Linked DNA regions of Mus musculus: region 2 is linked to region 1. A link is a contact called in public Hi-C data. All regions are on one chromosome and are shown on one strand. The core of a region is the stretch at or near the end of the contact, and the rest is flanking DNA. Distances in the headings are between cores, read along the strand shown. Region 1 overlaps Apaf1 (apoptotic peptidase activating factor 1). Region 2 has its middle 5.6 kb from the start of n-TDgtc16.

Region 1 (4,485 bases), core at 811-3,310:
ATACTAGTGGCCTATTGGCAGAGATCCACACAGGCCATCACAGCACCATCCAGTACTGTGACTTCTCCCCCTATGACCATTTGGCTGTGATTGCCCTGTCTCAGTACTGTGTGGAGGTGAGTAGTTGAATTTATTCAATGGAATCTGGGTCTCCGGAGGTCCAAGGATGGCAGGGGTGGATGCCTTAACTGCTGAGAAGCTTTCTTGGAAAATTGTGTTTTCTTCATAGCCTAATAACATATCGCTTTGGGGTATCCAATTATATGGCTAGCTTTGTTATTTTAATGTGATTGAAGACATGATCTTACAGTGATGGAATGACAAGACCACTTACCCAGCATTTATTGAATCTAGTGTGTGCTTGGGACTGAGGAAACCATGGGATGATCATTGGTTTCTGAGGCACTTCTTTTTGCTTTAACCCCCTCCGTGTGTGTGTGTGTGTGCGTGCGTGTGTGTGTGTGTGTGTGTGTGTGTTGTATATGCATATGAATGTGCACATCCATGCAAGTACATGCCGATGCCTTATTTCCTCTTCACTTTATTTCTTTAAGAAAGGGTCTCTCACTGGCTGGTGGCTGGCCATGGAGCTTTGGAATTAGCCTGTCACCCTTAAATGCTGGAATAATAGGCACACAAAGCCATGCTCGGCTGTTTATAGGGGTGTTGAGCATTTGAACCCGGGTCCTTATGCTTATGAGAAATGCTCTTATCCATTGAGCCCTTTCTCTTGTCCCCCTCACCCAGTGTTTTCAAATTAGCGTATTAAATAAAAAATATATACTGTATGGAATAATACAATTTGTTAATTTTCATGCAGGCATATGATGTAATTTGATCACTCTTAAACAGTATAGACATGTGCTATCTCGAAAGTGGTCTAGACACAGACTCTCTTCTTGCATGTGTGTGTGTTTGGTATATATGTGTATGTGGTATATAGATCTGACAGAGTGCACATGCAGAGACCTGAGGGATCTTTCTCCACCTCCTGCTTCTTTATTGCCCTGAGACAGTCTCTCACTGAAGAAAAGCTCACTGTTTTGACTATGCTGGCTGGTCAGGGATCTCTGGATCTGCCTGTGTCTCCCCCTCAGTGCTGGGGTTACACACATTTGGCGTTTTACATGGATGCTGAGAATTCAAACTCAGGTTCTCAGGCTTGCAGAGCAAGCATCTTAGCACCAAGCCACCTCCCAGCCCCAGCTGCTAATCTTTATAAGACAGATGCGAGTTCAGACCCATGGATAATTTGAACAGGGTAAGATGGGAGTCATGTGTCTGATTCGGTGCCAAGCACAAATAAAACAATGTTTGCAATTTTGTACTTCCTATCATTTCTAAGATCCTTACCCTCTATCATCCTTAGAAAGCTCCAGGAAACAATGAATGTCTTCCTTCTTGAAATGTAAGGGCTTTGCCGTGAAAGTTCAAAGTGACAACTGAGAGAGAACCAAGTTAAAGGCAGAAAGGAACAGGGATGCTTGAGATTTTTCAGTTGTGGGATTACTTTAATTTCTGTCCTTTACTGCAGTGTTTCCTACTTTGGACTCTAGAGATAAAACAGGCTTTTCTTTTTCTTTTTCCCCCTTCCCTTCTCCCTCTTGCTCTGACCCAAAGGTTTTTTTTTATTTGTTTCTCATTACCAATGGTTGTGAGCCACGATGTGGTTGCTGGGATTTGAACTCATGACCTACGGAAGAGCATCCAGTGCTCTTAACCGCTGAGCCATCTCACCAGCCCCCAAGGCAGGCTTTTCATGTAACTATTTTGTAACTGGCTGCAGCAAGTGAAAACCACTGGTCATGTGATGAAGTGCTTGTTCTGTCCATGCTAATTCTGAAATCATAGAGTAGGTCTGTAATTCAAAGTGTAATGAGAGGAGCTCAGGCACATATGGTACTTCATTAGGCTGGAGTATATTTGAGGGATGTACAGCAGAACCCAGGACCAATGCTGCCGGGACGGTGGCCGGCTCCGACAGGTTGTCGTAAGCGTGGGTGGGAAGAGCACGGTGTACATGCTACAGTTAGTGTGCTCATTTATCGTAGGGCTTTGCAGCAGCTCAGAGGAAGGTTGGGTGACAGTATTAGAGAGATAATCCTTACATGGAAGCTGATTATGCGCATCCTGTTATTTTTAGATTGATTTTAAGAAAAAGATAAAACACATACATGACTCTAGCTTCAGAGCTTTATAATAAGTTGTTCTCAGAGGGATTTCAGTATCATTACCCCTTTATTCCTCTCATTGCTTTGTCTCGGAGCAGCATCTTGTTGCGTATGTAAGCGGATTTCTATCTGCATGTACATGCATATGTCTACAGCCATCTATATGCTCACATATTCATTTTCCTTGTCTCTCTCTTTTTTCTTTTTCCTTTGAGACAGGCTCTTATGTAGCCCAGGCTAGGTTCACATTCACTCTGTATCCAAGGATGACTCAGTGCTTCTGATCCTTCTGCCACCATGCTGGGTTTTACCAATCAAACCATACCCCCAGACTTTGTAATTAAAAAAAAAAAAAAGCTTTTATTTATTGTTTGAGCATTTCAAACATCTAATTCTTAAGTGAAAAATAGTGTATGCTCTTCTTTTTTTTTTTTTTTTCTTTAAATAGATATCATAGAGCTTAGTTATTTTGGGGGATATTTTTCTCATCCCATTTTGCATAATATTCCATTATATGATTAATTATAATATATTCTGTTAGTTTCCCTCTGCTTTCAAGGTATTTTCCTTATGTACACTAGATTCATGACTGTTTTTGAGTGTGTGTGTGTGTGTGTGTGTTGTGGAGGGAACCCAGGGCTTTGTGTTCACTAAATGTGAGATACATCAGCTGACCTGTACTAACATGGCAAGCTTTGTTATTTCTGTTTATTTACTATTAAAAGTATGATTGTAAAATAAATCATTTATGTGCAATCCAGTTTTAAATTTTGATAATTTATCTAGAAATATTGCCACTGGGTCCTTACTGCTCTTTCTAGAATCTCTGGCATGTTAAACTGGCTATGAATGTGATTTCCTGTGTTCTTTGCTTACTCTGTAGTTGTGGAACATAGACTCCCGCCTAAAGGTGGCCGACTGCAGAGGACATTTGAGTTGGGTTCACGGTGTGATGTTTTCTCCCGATGGCTCCTCATTTTTGACAGCTTCTGATGACCAAACAATAAGGGTGAGAAATACTGAGATTTTTTCATTTCAAACATTTTAAACTAAATTTATAGAGAAAGAAATTTTGGGGGAAGTACTAAGGGAAGTAAGAAACAAAGCTCCTAGGTACATATCTATCCTGGAAAAGTGCTATTCTGTGAGCCATGTGTCCTTCCCCTGGACGTTTCATTGACTGTCCCTGAGCCAGGTGCTGAGCAAAGTCCGGTGAGTAAGCTGCTTGCACAGCACCTCTGAGTCCTGGGAAGGCTTCATTTCTTCCTCTTGAATTCTCATATTTAATTACATGATCGTTCTCAGAGCTCCTGTATTTTACCTTTCTATTATTCTCCCTCCTTTTCCATTCCTACTGTTCATTGATTGCCTTTCTGCCATGAAAGGTTTTAGACTGGGACACATCTCCTTTCTTTACTTCATGATGTGGCTAAGATACATGTATATGTTTGTATATATATGTGTGTGTGTGTGTGTGTGTGTGTGTGTGTGTGTGTGTGTGTACTCATCAGAGTAAATAGACCCTTCTAAGTCTACTGTCCCGCTTCTCCACCGTATGATCTTGTTTGGTCCCAGACTGTCCTTTGGTTTATTCCTGTAGGTAACTTCCAGATAGCCTGCTTGTTCTGTTCCTTAAGTAGCTCCTTGGGTTTGGTAAATCTCACTTTCGGCTTTCCACTTACTGGAATCTTTACCATCTTAAGGTCTACTCAAGCCTTCTCTGTTTAGGAGAATATATGTCTCCTTTAATATTACATAATTTTGTGTCACTTTTGGTTGATGCCTATCAAATTCTGATGTAAAATACAAATTTGATTTACTCCATACTTCTAATGTTCCACTGCCCCTTGACTTATTTATATATTCTAGAGTTACATGCAGCTGTGTGAGTCCAGGAATCCTAGTTGGTGCTTGTAACATCCAGTACAGTGTTTTATACAAATCATAGCTAAAATTAATTTAATGTTACTAGATGTCGCCCATTGTGCAAAGTACTGTACATGTACTGACTTACCAATTCTCACATTAGGAAAAGCCCAGAAAGGCCAGTGCTGCTCTATGTGCCGACTTCCTAGACTTGACCTAGAGTATAAAGTAACTCACCAACTCACCAACTCACCGCTTCTGTCATCTAGAAGGTCTTGATTATGAAAGAGAGAGAGAGAGAGAGAGAGAGAGAGAGAGAGAGAGAGAGAGCTGTGCCAGAGCACAGGTTGTTTAGTGACCCGTGATTTATGTTCTGCTGTGAGCTCTGTATCTTACTGTAGATGGGTGCCAGCCTGGGCTAACCTCCCTAATGGCACAGCCTTTTTGC
Region 2 (4,485 bases), core at 1,170-3,669, 170 kb before region 1:
AGAATTGCCGTCACCAACTGGCCTGTGGCACCTCTATGGGGCATTTATTTGATGAATGATTGATATGGAAACGGCCCCCATTGTAGGTGGTACCACTCCTGGGTAGGAGGTCTTCGGTTTCATAAGAAAGCAAGCTGAGCAAGCCAGTAAGCAGAACCCCTCCATGGCCCCTGCATCAGCTCCTTCCTTCCGATTCCTGCCATGAACAGACCATAATTTCTAAGCCAAATAAACTCTTAACTTCCCAAGTTGCTTTTGGTCAAGGCGTTTTATCACAGCCACAAAGAAGCAAACTAAGACAAACTATAATCTTCTGAAGACCTTGGTGAACTGCCAAGCCAACCCTGACGTCAGCCGAGAGAGAACCGCAGAGAAAAGTTTTATCTATGTACCTTTTGGGTACTTTTTTAGTTTCATTATGTCTGTGTTGTGTTGCTTATCCAAAGACAACTACGGTGCCACTTAATTACTATAGTCTTACCTACCAAACATTTAAAGCAAAACCTTACCAGCCAGGAGTGATCCCAGCACTCAGTACTCTTTGATCCCAGCACTCAGGAGGCAGATGCAGGCAGATCTCTGTGAATTCGACACTGGCCCGGTCTAGAGAGCAAGTTTCAGGACAGCCAAACTTTAAAAAGCTTTTTAGATGTATTTACTTTTATCTGATAATGTAAGACTCTGGGGAAACTTAGCTTACCCGGCACCCCTCAGTGAACCATGTGGAGCCAGGATCGATTCAAAAAGCAAGAGGAATTTATTGTTCCAGTGCACTGGGGTCATCCCAGACCGGAAGGAGAGGTGCCCCAGCAACAGGTGAGGTTTTCTATGATTTCCAAGGGTAGAATAGAGCATCAGCAACTAGGCACAATATGATTGGTGGGACAGTGCACCCTTTAAACTGATTGGTCTTTAGAGAATGAGGTGAAAAGGACTTCCCTAGTCTGAAAGTGGGCAACAGTCAGTCCTGCCGAATGTGTCCTCACCCGAAGTTCAGTTCCCACCCTGTGGTCTGAGGAATGTTAATTAGCCTCTCGGTTCCAGGGGGGCAAGTGTTTCATGACCTTCCCAAAGTTCCTAAGCTGACCTTTTCAATATGTTGCCTGGTTTGGGCCAGTGTGTATGTCTGTTAGAACTGGAGTACAGACAGTTGTCTGCCACCACGTGGACACAGGGATTGAACCTGGACCTTCTAGAAGAGTAGTCAGTGCTCTTAACCACTAAGCTCTCTATATATATACTCTACCCCTACCCCTACCCTCACCCTCAAGGAAAATTTAAACAAACAAAAGTCAAGAGAAAAAAAAAATCCTGCTTCTATTCCTACTCCAAATGCACAGCTCAGAAATGTTGCTGGCTTTTAAAAACAGGTTGCAGTGAGGATAGTGGTTCGCGACTCTAATCTTTACACTCGGGAGGCACAGGCAGGAGGATCTTGCTAACCTGGTCTACAGAGAGAGTTCTGGGACAGCCAGGGCTACAAGAGAACCAGGTTACACAGAGAAACCCTGTCTGGGAAAAACAAAAAAGCAAATAAATAGAGAAAAAAGAATTGGTAAAAGAGTGATTTACGTTGGATTTTCTAGACTTTCTTGGTTCTAGTACCCATAATCCTTTGCCAAATGCTTTGAGAACTGTGCTGTTTACTGGTAGGTTTTGTTTTGTGTTTAACATTAGTGGAAATCAAACCCAGAGCTGCTTGGCACATCCCAGCTTCTACAGTTCTCCTAAATATCTGCATCACAGGCACTGTTGTTTTTGTTGTTACTGTTGTTGTTGTTGCTGCTGCTGCTGTTCATTTTAATCCGTATCCACACTTCTAAATTCTGTTGGTATGTGATTCATCCAAGATTCCTGACGTTCTCCTCTCCTTGGGCATCTCGGTTGTGTGAAATGGCCGCGATATTTGTGGATTTTATCTGGTTATACTTCGTTGGGACACCAGAGGGCGCAAGGAGACTCGGCTCTTGTTTTTCTTTAAATCTCAAATCCTGCTGGCTGCGGAGAACAAAAGACCGGGAACACTCGGCTTTGAGACAAAGGGACACCGGGAAAAGCCACCCGCCCAGGGTTGGATTCAATTCCTCACTCGCCTTTGCCCCTTCTTTGCCAGGCTGGGGGCTAGAAAAACAGCTTAAGCTGCGCAATAATGAGGAAACAAGAATCAAAGAATCACAGTAGGAAAAAAACAAAACAAAACCAGAGAGCTAAGGAAGGACACCTGAGCTGTTTGTTTTGCCTCATATTAGTAACCTTAAACTCTTCAGCTCAGGATAATAACAGGTATCTAGTAGAAAATTCGGAAATACAGATCGCACTTTTTTTTTTAAATAAGATCTCAAAGAAACCCTGGACAAACGGCTGAGGTGCCTATTAACATATCAAAGCGGATGCTGGCCGCCTGGTTCTTCCCAGTATCTCTCAGCATCTTTGCTACCTGTTGCAGAGGCCTGGCCTTGCTCTTCTCAGCATTTCTCACCCCTATCCCGGACCCTAAAACCCCTCCAGCACCTGAGCTTCGCTTGCTTCCCTTCTGCTAGCTCCTCTTCCCTATATAACTCAAGACATTTTCGTGCCCTCTTGGTATACTTGGCTCTCTTGGCTCCTGGTACTCTCTCCTGCTCTGTCTCTCTCCTCTCTTTCACTCCCTCTCTCGTTCTTCTCCCTTCTCATGCGTCTCATAATGCGGTCCACTCTGCTGACCCAATTCAGTCCAGACACTTTCAGATACCTCCGGCAGTGCTCTCTCTCCTACCTACAATAAACCTACCTCCACAGCCATACTTGGAAGTAGTCATGTCTTCCCCGCCCCCTCCCCCTTCTTTTTTTCTTTTTTTAATTCAACATTATTCGTCTTTTTCTTTTCTTTCCCGCCCCTTCACCCGCTTTGAGACAGCGTTTCTCTGTGTAGCCCTGTCTGACCTAGAATTTTCAATGTACAAGCAGCTAAAGGTGCGCACCACCACCCGCCTTCCAGATCCGCACATTCTAACAGATTACTTTCTTCCCTTTCAACTTCTCTCGGTATTTATAAATGCATAAAGAGTAAAGCTGCGTGGTATTTTCTGACTACTTTATGGGATTTTGCTTGGTTGTTTATCTTTGTCTGATGGACTCTCCTTTTGTAGCCAAGGCGTCCTGAAAACTCAGACGAGTCTCCTGCCTCAGCCTCTGAGATGCTGGGATTAAAGATGTGAGCCACCACACCAGGCTGATCATGGGTAAACTCTTCTGACAACACTTTGCTGATAAAAGAGAACAAAATCTCAAAAATGCTACAGACAGCTTTTTTTTTTTTCCTTAGACCCTTTTGTTATTGCTTGCTTGCTTACTTGGTTGGTTTTGTTTTTTCCTACTTTTGCTTTGCTTTTAAAAGAAACAAAGAGCACCGGGCGTGCGCCTTTAATCCTAGCATTTGGGAGGCAGAAGCAGGCGGATTTCTGAGTTTGAGGCCAGCCTGGTCTACAGAGTGAGTCCCAGGACAGCCAGAGCTACACAGAGAAACCCTGTCTCGAAAAACAAAAAAATAAAAAATAAAATAAACAAAGTGCAAAGTAGAAGTTATTCTATCCCACCTCCACATACCCAAAATGAATTTGTATTTCCCAACAACTTGAAAACTGACACCACCACTACCACCCCAATCTGTCAGGGGAGAGAGCATGAGTCCCCAGAGTGTGGTAGTAGAGGGTAGAGTGATTGATTTGACTGATTGATTGATTGCTTGATTTAGGTCAGGGTGGGCATCAGGTTTGGGTTGGCTTTGCCTTAAGACTGGACACAAGACAAGAAACGATCAGATCCCCAGAACTAGAGTTACAGACAGTTATGAGCCACTGTGTAGGCTCTGTGAATAGAACCCAGGCCCCTACCCTCTTAACTCCCCATCCCCATGTCCTGAATAAACTCTATTCTATACTATACAAAAAAAAAAGATAAATATATAAACCATCATGTTATATTGCGATGTTAGTTTTTACTGTCAACCTAACACAAATCTAGAGTTATCTGGGAAGAGGGATTCCCAGTTGAAAATTTACCTTGATCAGCTTGTCCTATGGCCCTGAGGAGGAGAGATTTAGGTTAATAATTGATGTGGGAGGGCCTGGCCTACTGTAGGTGGCAACATCCCTAGGAAGGTGGGCCAGTGATGTAGAACCAGCTATGCAGGGAGGCAGAAAGCAATCCAGAAAGCAGTATTTATTCATCCTCGGTTTGTGCTTTAGAGCCTGCCACCAGGTCCTGCCTTGAGCTCCTGCCCTGATTCCCTCAATGAGGAACAATCATTTGGACATGTGAGATAAAACAAGGCCCCCTTCACTGCATTGGTCTTTATCAAAGTGTTTTATCACAGCAAATCTGTCGCAAAACTCCCTACAGTCTCCTCTCAACCCCTTCCACCTTTTGCCTCTTTTCTCTTGTCTATCTTTGCTTCTTTGTCTTTTTTGGCCCAATCTCACTATGCCCCAGGCTTGAAATCTTCCT

The links. A called contact is a pair of places that touch in the nucleus more often than the background predicts.
Region 2: a contact with region 1 is called in a Hi-C map of rod photoreceptor, with 1.9 times the contacts expected there. The contact joins two enhancer-like sites. A contact is called at or near these places in 1 of 484 Hi-C or Micro-C datasets (rod photoreceptor) and 3 of 9 other capture datasets (adipose tissue, embryonic stem cells and liver).

What each region holds. Positions count from the first base shown.
Region 1 is chr10:91,019,351-91,023,835 of GRCm38.p6, reverse strand. It overlaps Apaf1 (apoptotic peptidase activating factor 1), which reads left to right. Exons shown (of 27, transcript NM_009684.2): 18 at 1-116; 19 at 3,055-3,180. Among named protein-coding and RNA genes, the nearest start is that of Apaf1, 61 kb to the left of the region's middle. Within about 2 kb of position 2,060, at least 2 of the 459 cell types and tissues checked have an H3K27ac peak or open chromatin away from gene starts, as enhancers often do. A contact at or near this core is called in rod photoreceptor, where this site is marked.
Region 2 is chr10:91,185,550-91,190,034 of GRCm38.p6, reverse strand. No RefSeq gene overlaps it. Among named protein-coding and RNA genes, the nearest start is that of n-TDgtc16, 5.6 kb to the right of the region's middle. Within about 2 kb of position 2,419, at least 206 of the 459 cell types and tissues checked have an H3K27ac peak or open chromatin away from gene starts, as enhancers often do. A contact at or near this core is called in rod photoreceptor, where this site is marked.